2 separate regions of the Mus musculus genome follow, and region 1 is linked to region 2. Evidence: chromatin contacts called from public Micro-C data. All regions are on one chromosome and are shown on one strand. The core of a region is the stretch at or near the end of the contact, and the rest is flanking DNA. Distances in the headings are between cores, read along the strand shown. Region 1 overlaps 1700012I11Rik (RIKEN cDNA 1700012I11 gene). Region 2 holds the start of 1700012I11Rik (RIKEN cDNA 1700012I11 gene).

Evidence for each region. A called contact is a pair of places that touch in the nucleus more often than the background predicts.
Region 1: a contact with region 2 is called in a Micro-C map of muscle stem cells, with 6 times the contacts expected there. The contact joins the enhancer-like site here to the promoter of 1700012I11Rik in region 2. A contact is called at or near these places in 1 of 15 datasets of contacts at CTCF or cohesin (the NIH/3T3 cell line), 6 of 484 Hi-C or Micro-C datasets (the 3T3-L1 cell line, the C2C12 cell line, CD4 T cells and 3 more) and 1 of 115 datasets of contacts at active chromatin or transcription factors (large pre-B cells).

Annotation. Positions count from the first base shown.
Region 1 is chr15:67,354,771-67,360,142 of GRCm38.p6, forward strand. All of the region lies in intron 7 of 1700012I11Rik (RIKEN cDNA 1700012I11 gene), which reads left to right. Among named protein-coding and RNA genes, the nearest start is that of 1700012I11Rik, 130 kb to the left of the region's middle. Within about 2 kb of position 3,216, at least 14 of the 459 cell types and tissues checked have an H3K27ac peak or open chromatin away from gene starts, as enhancers often do. A contact at or near this core is called in the C2C12 cell line, muscle stem cells and myocytes, where this site is marked.
Region 2 is chr15:67,223,390-67,228,620 of GRCm38.p6, forward strand. 1700012I11Rik (RIKEN cDNA 1700012I11 gene) reads left to right here and starts at 3,380. Exons shown (of 9, transcript NR_045140.1): 1 at 3,380-3,691.

The DNA.
Region 1 (5,372 bases), core at 1,966-4,465, 130 kb after region 2:
CTTCAATTTTCTGTGTCATGTGACTCTTGAGATTACCACCCATATTCAATTTTGAATCATGCTCTTTCCCCCTTAAAATTAGACACTAGGGAGTTTCCACATTATTAGAGGCTACTAAAGTCAGCATGTGTGCAGTGCTTACACTGTATTTGTGCAGGGCCAAGTGCTCTACTCAACTTATCCTTTTAATTTTCATACTAGCTGCTTGTGGCTTGAAGGGATGAACCAAGAGCCAGATGACCCAGAACTCCTCAGGGCTCCAACACTTTTGAGCTCTGTAAGTTTAGGCAACATGGGTGTGTTGGTGTTTTGTGGTTTCTGTGTTTAACTAGTGACCCTGAACTTAGTAGCTTAAAGCAATGATTCTTTCACAGTTCTGGAGCCAGAAGCTGGAAATTAAATGGCTGCTGAGCCAGGCTCTCTTGGAAAGAGCCAAGGGGAGAGGTCTTTTCAAACTTGTGAGTGTTGCTGTCAGTCCTTGGTCTTTCTCAGCTTATGTATACCTCACCTCAATTCCTGCCACTGTCTATCCAGAGCCTTCACTAATGACATCAACCACTGGACCTGTGGACTGCCATACTCTATCTAACATGACATGGCTTTAACAACTTGTATCTGGAAAGACTCTATTTGCAAATAACATCTCTGTCTAAGGCTTTAGCTGAGCATGATGATTGGGGAATACACTGCAATGTAGCATGCAGTGCTCTCTGTGGTTCACCTTCCCCATTTGTCAAATCAGGCACTAGATCTTGTCTCATTTAGAGTGTTGTGCAAGGAATGGAGGAGGATATATGTTGTGCCTGTAGCAGGAACTGCCCTAGCACATTGCCATTTCCAGGGCAGGCCTGCTATAAGAACAAAGCAGTATATAATCATCTCTGTCAGTCCAATGAGTTGTTGCATCATAGGGCCTTAACCTAGGGGACAGAGTCAGTGCAGATGACATGTCTTGGGGAAATTCTTTGGGAATAGCTTCTTCTGGAGAAAATCTAAGGAGCTGTCAAGAGAAGTGATTTTCATGATACTTGGGGGCTAGGAACATCTCCTAGCTTTAGTCCCCAGCAATGTGGCTTTGGGTGACTGTGATGATTAATATGGATTGTCAGCAACTAAAACCACTGAAGAGAGAAGCTCTGAGCACACCTGAGAGGGTCTATCAGGGTTAGATTATGAGATGTCAGGACCTGCCTTAAAAGTGGACATCATTCCGTGGGTTGGGATCCTAGACTGAATTAAAGAGACAAAATTAGCAAAACACTAAAATTTATACATATCTTTTTTCCTCAACACTTAATCTTAGCAATCAACATTGTTCTTTAGACATAACAAATACTCACTAAGCATATATTAATGAGGGAATGTAAGTGATTGCATGGGACCACAGATTGCAATTCCTTCTAGAAGGTTATGATTCTCAAGCTATGCCATTCAAGCAATTTTCCTCTTGTCTTAAATGCAGTTAGGTAGGACACAAGGATAGTGACCAAAATGGGTTTTTTACTGCCTAGGGATTGAGAACAATATGTATGTATCATGATTGCAGTCATAGCAATGGCCTATTGGAAAATGGGGAGTCCTCTTCACAATACCAGTGGAAAAATCTTCTGTTTTCTGACTAAGCATGGACAGATCTTCCATTCATATCATGCTATTCCTTTCTCTTCCCCTTCTTCATTCTCTCCATCTTGAACCCAATCTTAGCATTGTGCAGAATAGCACAGTAGAGAATTCTGACTCCAGAGCAGGTGACTTGGATTTGTATGTTTCTTCCTATTTCTAGCTCTTGGCTCATGAACCTCCTTCATTTAGAGTCTTCATTGCAGCAGATATCTTGGAGGTGTTTAGGTGTCTGTCGGGGGCAGCAAATGGGTATTATCTATCCCCTTTGGAAGTTCCAGGGATACCCAGAATTAATTCCAATAGCAAACCCTGCTTGCTCTTCCATGTTTCTTCCTTCTCCTCCTGGGTTTTAGGAACCCAAGTTCAGAAGCTCACATTGGCCATGTCTGGTTATAGTGAGATAAGTCTGTCTGTGGAGAGACCTGAGTCTATTGGTTGAAGGGAAGGCCAGAGGTAGGTAGGTTCTTGAGTAGACATCTATTAATCCTGGAAATTCAAGGCAGCTTTTTAGTATTGTTTTATAAAATAGGGCAAAAAAATTAAACGAACATCCTTCATCCAAGGTTCTCCAAATTCTGAAATGCCACCAGATGATAAAAGTGATAATTTTATATCTCAGTGGACTAGTCATGGCAAAATGAAGTTACTATAAATGAACACTAAAGCTACTATACATAGTTACCCACTTTATCTGCCTATGGAGATATAGAGTGAATGGGACAAAAGAAAGAGACCCGTGCTTAGACTTGGATCTCCTTGCCAAGATATTTCTGTATGTATAGGCAGATACTTCTAAATTCAAAAAAAAAATACCCCTGGATGCAAGAATTTTGTATAATGGATAGTCTGTGAAAACTTTACTCTTTGAAGTCACTTGAGAGTCAAGTGACAAAGTTTGTGTCAATCTTCTTTGTAAATTCCAAAGTACTAAAGAAGGGAGATATCATACATGCAAATCGTTTATCCACATGTCTGGAGAGACACAGTTCAGGTTCAGCTAGGCAAAACTGAGAGTGAGCTTGTCTAATCCTCCCAGGTGCATTATTCACATCAAAGGTATAGCCTAGATGGATGGCTCCCGGGGACTTGAGACTGAGAAGCTATTGCTCAAAGGGATACTGAGGTTCAGGGAAGAGGAAAAGGTCTGCAGACAGCTGGGCAGTATTGATGCTGCTGAACTTGCGATCAGATGAAGTGGGGTTGGGGATGTGGTTCAGTTGGTAGAGTACTAAAATGACAAATGTTCCCTTCTGTGTGCCTTCCCAAATTTAAAATATGAAGGTGAAAAGATGTGGGAAAACATACAGCACAGAACCCTCCCATTTACCTATAGAAGATAGGGAGTAAGAAGGGGCCTTAGGACCCTTGACCCCTGCCAGGGCCAAAATTATTTTCCTGCAGGTAGGAAAAAGCAACTGTCAGGGCAAAGTGACAGATCGGAGTCAGGCCAAAGTGGGAGTTAGACACTGGAGGCAATGCAGTCTGGAGTTGGGTGCTTTCCATTTTGAAGGCAGGTTGGGAGTGGATGTGGTGTGAGGTTAGAGAAAGATGACAAGGAGATGCCTCCAGGATGAGATTGGCACAGCTGAGTATCAGCGCTCTATGAGTCATCTCCCCCAAGGGTGCAAGGGAATGGTTGAAAGGATTGGGAACAGCAGTGCCTTGTTTAAGTTAGCATCTCCGACAGCTCATTGTGACAGCTGCATGAGGTTACTGAGGACCACATGAGCAAGAACACCAGCAGTAACTGTGGTAAATGGGCCAAGTAGACTGACAAAGGGTCCAAGAGAGCTTGATTGCCTTGTGAATATCTTAGCATGTGGGGGAACTGAACATTTTTTTTTCTGGATGGGTAGGTGTGTGACGATGCTTGGGTGGTGGGTAGGTGGATGCATGGGTGGATGTATAGCTCCTGTCTTTCTGTAAGTCTCCATGCACTTAAATACATTGTTCATCTCCAGATGTTCTAAGTCAGTCCTTGAAATGTGTCTCATCCCCCCCCCCCCCCCCGTGACTGTCTCCTACCAGGCTCCCTCTTTCAGGTTCCCATGGCATCCTGTAATTTTCCATTTTGAAACACTCTATTAAAAGTGTCAGCTTGCATTGCTGTCTCTGTACAGTTTAATAACGGAGGGCCACCTGGTTCTTCGTGGTGCTCTTAGTGTCTGGCTTATAGCAAGTTTTAAGTCCTTGGGTGTTGATGGACTGGTTACATTAAAACAATCTCAAAACCCTACATATTCACCTGGTGATAAGCCCCAAGGGAGTAGCCCGCTGGAGTCACAACTCTGTTCCAGAATGTTCCCACCAATCATGAATTTTCTTAAAGTGCTAGATATAAAACTGTGCGTAAACAAATCCTTGTCCTAAGAGATTCCTCTGGTCTACAGGGCTGTAAGTTATACCATTTGTTGTTAGTGCAATATATGCTTGCAGGAGAAAACTTTTTTCCTCGGGGCCTGAGGACTTGGCACCCTCACACTCTCCTTCACTGTTCATTCATTCATTTGCTTGCTAATCCTTTTTAACAATGTCTTGCATCCTGCTCTTCCCACAGACCTCCAAGTGTCAGGGGGTTGATTCTACACTCTTGAATTCACTTGGCTGGTGAAGGGAAATGAAGTCATTCTGAGAGCTGTGGTTCTTCCTTGGAGGTCTACTTGGAGCTAGGGAGTCTTTCTCCAGGCTTCTGAAAGCCTAGGCTAGAGGTAGCAGTCATAGGTAAGTTAGAGGACACAGGTGTGAGCTCCGGAGAGCATCCCACCCGCAGCCAGAGGAGGCTGTTCTAGATTAGAAGGTCAATAGCCATCCTCTGAGAGGATCACAGTGTAGAAGATGTGATCCTAGGCTCAATTTAACACTCCGGTATCTTAAGGGTAAATTTCTTAAAATCTTACTTTCTATTATTCCAGTGTGTGTGTGTGTGTTGGGTTTTTATTTCAACTATTTTGTCAGTTTGTCAAGATTGAATAGCCACATTTTCTAAAAGAAGGCGATGACCCAGATCATATTTTGTCTGAATCTGGGCTGGGCTGCTTCTTGGCTGTGGGACCTCACAGTAGTTGCATGACCTTTGTGGTCATCTTTCTCCTTTTATGGTGTGAGAAGACCCATACCTTGATGGCTGTCTGTGAAGATTACCTGAGATAGTGGATGCTCTTGGGTACCAAACACCACTTACTATAAGCGCTACCAGTTTTGGCATGTGGTCGTGAAGGAATGGCAGAACTCATCTTTGGGATTCGAACACAGAAAAGAAAGATGAAGGAAAGAAGGAAGATAGATCCCTCATTATATTTCACTCAAGTTTGCAACTTTATGTTGGTCACATTCATGGCCTCCCGTGGCCACAGATAAGACACACCCTAGGAGTACCACGATGTATCATGTAACAGATGTCCTCCATGGTATCTGTGATGGCACAAGTATAGGGGTTTCTGAGTGATATTGCCTAGAATCTTGGCCTGGTTGGCCACCACACATGTGTGGGTGTTAAACTAGCAAGCTGCATTATGTAAACAGCTATGCACTTTACTTTGTAAGTTCCTCCTCAACAAAAGCAGAGTCAAATCCCAGAGGGACATATGCACAAAGCTCTTGCATCCCTGTCAACCACGAATAAAAAATCAGAGCGTCACACAGGTGTCAGTAACAGTTCTCACTTGAGTGTGTGTTTATAGGGTTTAGGCAAGGAATGATGGTGTGTCAGCTCATTGCTGTGACCAAGTTGTGGACAAGAGATGCTTGAA
Region 2 (5,231 bases), core at 2,130-4,629:
GCCAGAGAATGGATGAATGATTCTATCCATGATCCATCAAACCTTTGTTCTCTAAAGGGAAGTCAATGACAGATTCTAAATAGTAAAATTGTATTTATCAGACTAGATTCTGATCTGGTTACAAGGGCAGAATTGGGGTGTCATACAAGTGTTGGTCCAAGGGAGCAATTTCTGCTAACTTCTGCACCCAGCACCGACTCTTGCAGCCGTGTCTTGGTGTCATGCTTTCTTCTGAAGACCAGAAACACATCTATATCCCTTAGTGCTGGCCTAAAGTTGGCATAGAAGAAAGCCCCTTCCTTTGAGTCACATAGACACAGACACATTGTTGTACAAGACAGTTCTCTGGACAGACAACTGCCATCCTTGGAAGTCTAGAAGCTCCCACTTGCAAATGATAATCCCAGCTGGGTTCATTGACCGGTTACACTCTCTCATAGAAGGAGATGGGAGCGTCACAAGACCCTCATCTGAGTATCTGATCACTTTGTACTACCTATTGCACACAATTCTATCTACTACAGGTGGTCTCAGGGAGACAAAGATTATATAAGCCAGGGAAGAAGTGGGTGGGGATTCATCTTTGGTTATGAGAAATCCATCAGCTTCTGGGTAAAGGCTTTTGAGTAAAACCTTTTCAAAGGAACACTCATACTCTTGTAAGTAACCTCTCACCTGTGATCTCTAAATAAAGCTAACAAATGCACTGATTATTCAGAATGAACTTGGCTAGAAACATACCTCAATTTGTTGGTGGGATAATAGGAGGAGGAGGAGGAAAAAAAGAGGTGGGGAGGATGGGAGGAGAAGGAAGAGGTGAAAGGTAAACAGTGTTTATGTCTGCCTCAAGGAAAGAATTTTAGGAACAACTACTGAGTCTTAAGTGATCTGGTCCAGGCTGCTCTTTCTCTCAGGGCTTCTGATTGCTCTCAGCTTCCTGTTTGTCCTTGGACATCTGCTTCTAGGTTCTCCCTTCAGGAACTCATTATTTCCTTTGCTAGCTATCTTTTAAAATTCTTAATTCAGTGTTTTAAAATCTCATATTCATTAACATAAATAAAATAAAAATCTCATATTCAATACTTATTCTGGAAAAGATAACCAGACAGAAAATCATCCCAGAGAAAAGGCAAAACCAAAATTTGACCTCATTTCTTTCCAACTTTTATAATGTGAATGTCCTCATTATTGCTGCCATTAAATGTCTGTTGCTACGAATCGGGGGTAGCCCATAGGGTCATAGCAACAGAGGAGGGAATGAAATAGAGAAATAAATTTATCCATTCCTATTACTATCATCCAGAATAAAAAGAAACTGGTGCTTTCTAGTCAGGCTCTCTTCTCTGGGTAGGCAGAATCTAGAAGATCAAGTTGGAGGACTTCCTAGGAGAGGATCAATAGGTTTCCAAAATAGTTTGCTGAGTCCATGCATGCAAAAAAATCAACAAAGGAAGAGATAGAAAGGGATCTTTCCCTGGACTCACATCCCAGACATCATTGGCCTGAAAATGTGCCTGGTCCAGGTGATAGACGTAGGGGATGCACAGATATTTTAGGAAGGTAAGAATTCGTTCTCTCTCACGTCCACTTACTAGTAGTACTAGTAGCAGGGACACAGTGGATGACTGAGTTGTTCAGGTTTTGAGCTAAGCATTAGAAACTTAACAATTAAAAAAAGTAGCTGAGATTTCTATTTTCAAGAAAAATGTACACAGCCAAGAGCAAGAATTCCCAACTATTCTGGTTAGTTTTTGTTTGTTTTTGCTAACTTGACACTTGATACAAGCTAGCATTATCTGGGAAGAGGGACCTCAATTGAGAAAATACATCCATCAAATTGATCTGTAGATAAGTCTGCAGAGTGTTTTCTTGATGAATTATTGATGTGGGAGGAACCAGTCACTAGGGGTGATGTCACCTCTAAATCTAGGTGGTCCTGGGAAGTAAAAGAAAGATGGCTGAGTGTGAGTTGGAGAATCATGGGAGTAAGCAGCACTCGCACATGGTTACTGCTTCAATTTGCCCCACAAGTTCTTGCCTTGGCTTCCCTCAATGATGGCTTGTAAGCTTTAAGATGAAATAAACCCTTTCCTCCTTAAGTTGGTTTTGGTCAATATTTTATCACAGTGACAGAAAGAAAACCAAAGCACTGACCATAGCATTGTTGATATTTTGAGTCATTTCATTCTCTGTTGGCAGAGAGGGGCTGTTTGAGGCGTTATAGGTTTTCAACATTGTCCTTACTCTTTCCTCACAATCAAAACTGCCATCTGGAAAATGACAAATGTCAAGGGGAAGAAATGGCCACCAGTTGAAAAGCTTTTTGATCAGAAGTATTGAAGCAGGTAATTTGGTAATGTGGAGAGAGTTCAGTCAGCCTTCTGCCATCCAGGGTTCCGTGCCCACGAAGCCAATCTGCTGTAGGTTTAAAATTGAAAAAAAAAAAGTCATGTGGTAATCCAGTGGAAGTGGATGTGATTGCATGATCCCCTGAAAATGTCTGGAAGTGTTCTCTAAATGTGTTTTCTCTCGGCCACAAGTCAAATTTGTCCTGCCTAGGTGGTGCTTATTGCTCCTGGAATGAAGAGATGTGGAACAGAGACGTATCTCACTTGCAGTTTGCAATGCATATTATTACCCATCCTTATCTGTGATTCCTCTCTCTATGATTTCAGTTACCCCTGATCAACCATACTTTGAAAACACTAAATAAAAAGATTCAGAAGTAAGAAACTCTTAAGGTTCAAATACATTCTGCTATAAACTACCATGGTAATTATTTTATCATTGGTGATAATTGTTATGCTCAAAGTGGGTTTGATTCATAGACATGGCTTCCTTATAGGTTGGTATGAATATGAAAAACAGTATGTAAGGGCTTTGGGATCTCCTGTAGTTTTGGGCACTGAGTAGGAGACTTGGAAAAGATTGTCTTGGGTGATGGGTTAGCACACAACCAGAAACAAATCTTGGCTTCTATTATCCTTTATGGTTTTTGTGGCCCTCTATTCCTACAGCACAAGCCTATGGTGATGATATACCCTTTGTGGCTATGGCTATGCAAAATGAATGGCATGGATAAAAGGCTCGGGGCAGGAACACCATAACAACATATTTGTAATACACAGTCCAAGGGGACACAGTAGCTGGGAGGAGGGCATGTGGAGAACCTGACCTTGCAGACATGATCATTAGCTTAAGAAACCTAGAAGACTAGCTTCTGTCTGGCAATGTGAGGTGTCACTTATGTGATGCTTGTTGTATGCCAGAAGGCCTTCCAAGTGAGATCACAGGCACCATCGCCTTGGATCTTCCCCCAGGTTCTAGAAGGCACATGCCTATTATTAGCAACACTTGAAAGACCAGGATATGGAGGCTTAAAGCAATTAGTCACATGTAAAGTTCACCTGAAGCAGAGTGGTAATTCCTGTTCATCAGATCTCTTTGATGCCAACATCTTCCCATTCAGTGATAGGGTGGATTGCTGGCTGGGCTACCTGTAGGCCTGCTGATAAAAAGATAGCTTCTGCTGGTGGCTGACTGTGGGTAAGAGTCATTCGAGCAAATTGCTTCCCGGAAGCACTGATTCTCTGCAGTTTGTTCTAGGGAAGACTCCTTCCAGCGAGGCTGGCTGGGCAGGCCACACTTGCAAAGGCGATGCTCTGAAATTAGAGGTGAAAGAGGCACGCATGTAAGTCACGTCTGTTCACAAATTGAATTAATTATACTTGGCTGGGGCACAGGTGGAAGGAATCCAACTGGAGTTTGTTCAAAAAGCAAGAGAGAAAATGATGGAGAAGAAATGAAGGCAGTGTCTTGTCGTACAAAATATTTTTAAAAAACCTCGGCACGGGGGGTGGTGGTGGTGGTGTTCTTCCCACCTTAGACCATTTATGTTCCCAGATAAACACACACACACACACACACACACACACACACACACACACACACACAAAAGCTTTATATTTTAGTATGCCTTATGCAACACAATAGCTGGCAGCTGCCTACCCTCCACGCTGTTAGAATCTACCTTTCTATAGATAATCCTAAACTATTAGTCACTATTTATTATGCTCCATCTGAACTCCTCTAAACTGCAACCAGGCAGCCCTCTGGGACACCTTGGCCCCTAGGTCATGGTGGATCTCCTTTCTCATCTCTCACAGGTTCTTTTCCTAGCCCGTGGTGGCTTCTTGCTTCCCATTACTCTTTCTCACAGTCCCAAGTCCAGGAAACCTCAACCTCACTTACATAACCAACAGCATAGAGGGTAGGCAGTTGCCGAGCTACAGTACTGCATAAGGCATATTTAAAAACAAAACGGCTATGTGACACATCTTTCATTTGGGAACATAAGCTGCCAAAGGCAGGAAGAAACCCCTCAATGGAATTTTTTAGATCTATTTTACTACAGTGTTTAGAACAGGGGATAGGAATATGGCAGGGCTCAGGATGGCTGGAGCCAGAGCCTGGATTCCCTATGGCCTATTCTCAGTGTGTTTCCTGGGTGGGAACAGTTTCTATTTTCACCACTCCAACCTTATGCAGCTGCCGTCACCTCTCAAGTTTCCTGATTTATGTTTCAGCCACCATGGAGCCTCATGGCTCATTTTCATTCTTACATACCAGAGGAAATGACTGATTCAGTGGGCTGGGAATTCAGTTCAGTTAACAGAGTACTGGACTGTCATTAGCCCTGGGCTTGACCCCTAGCATCTCAAAGTAGGGCATGGTCATGCATGCGTGTAATCCCGGCATTTAGGAAGATCGGGAGTTCAAGGTTATCCTTAGCTACAAAGCAAACTCAAGGCTATCCGGGGCTGTATGGAAGCCAGTCTTAATGAGGAAATAATAATTTTATGATGTTTGACTCAAGTGCTGTCTGGGTTTGGTGGTACTGTGCTCAAGACAATTCATATAATGCAGGTTGGTGAGGCAGAGGGGTCTCAACGGACCCCTAAGAGTGGGGCAATCATCTCGTTAGAGGCCTAGAACACATATGCCCTGAAGGATGGCTAGATCTGAGGAAAAATAATAGGGAAAAACGTGGAGAGCACAAAGACACTTTTTTCCCCCAAGAGGGGCCAAGTAAGAATTGTCTGGTGTATGGTTCTATTATATATTTTAAATGTCATGTTCTATGTGGTTGAAAGTATTTCACTCACACTAGAATAAAGTACTGTTGACAGAGACCAGTTCTGATTGCCAAAGGCTTAAAAAATGCCTTATAT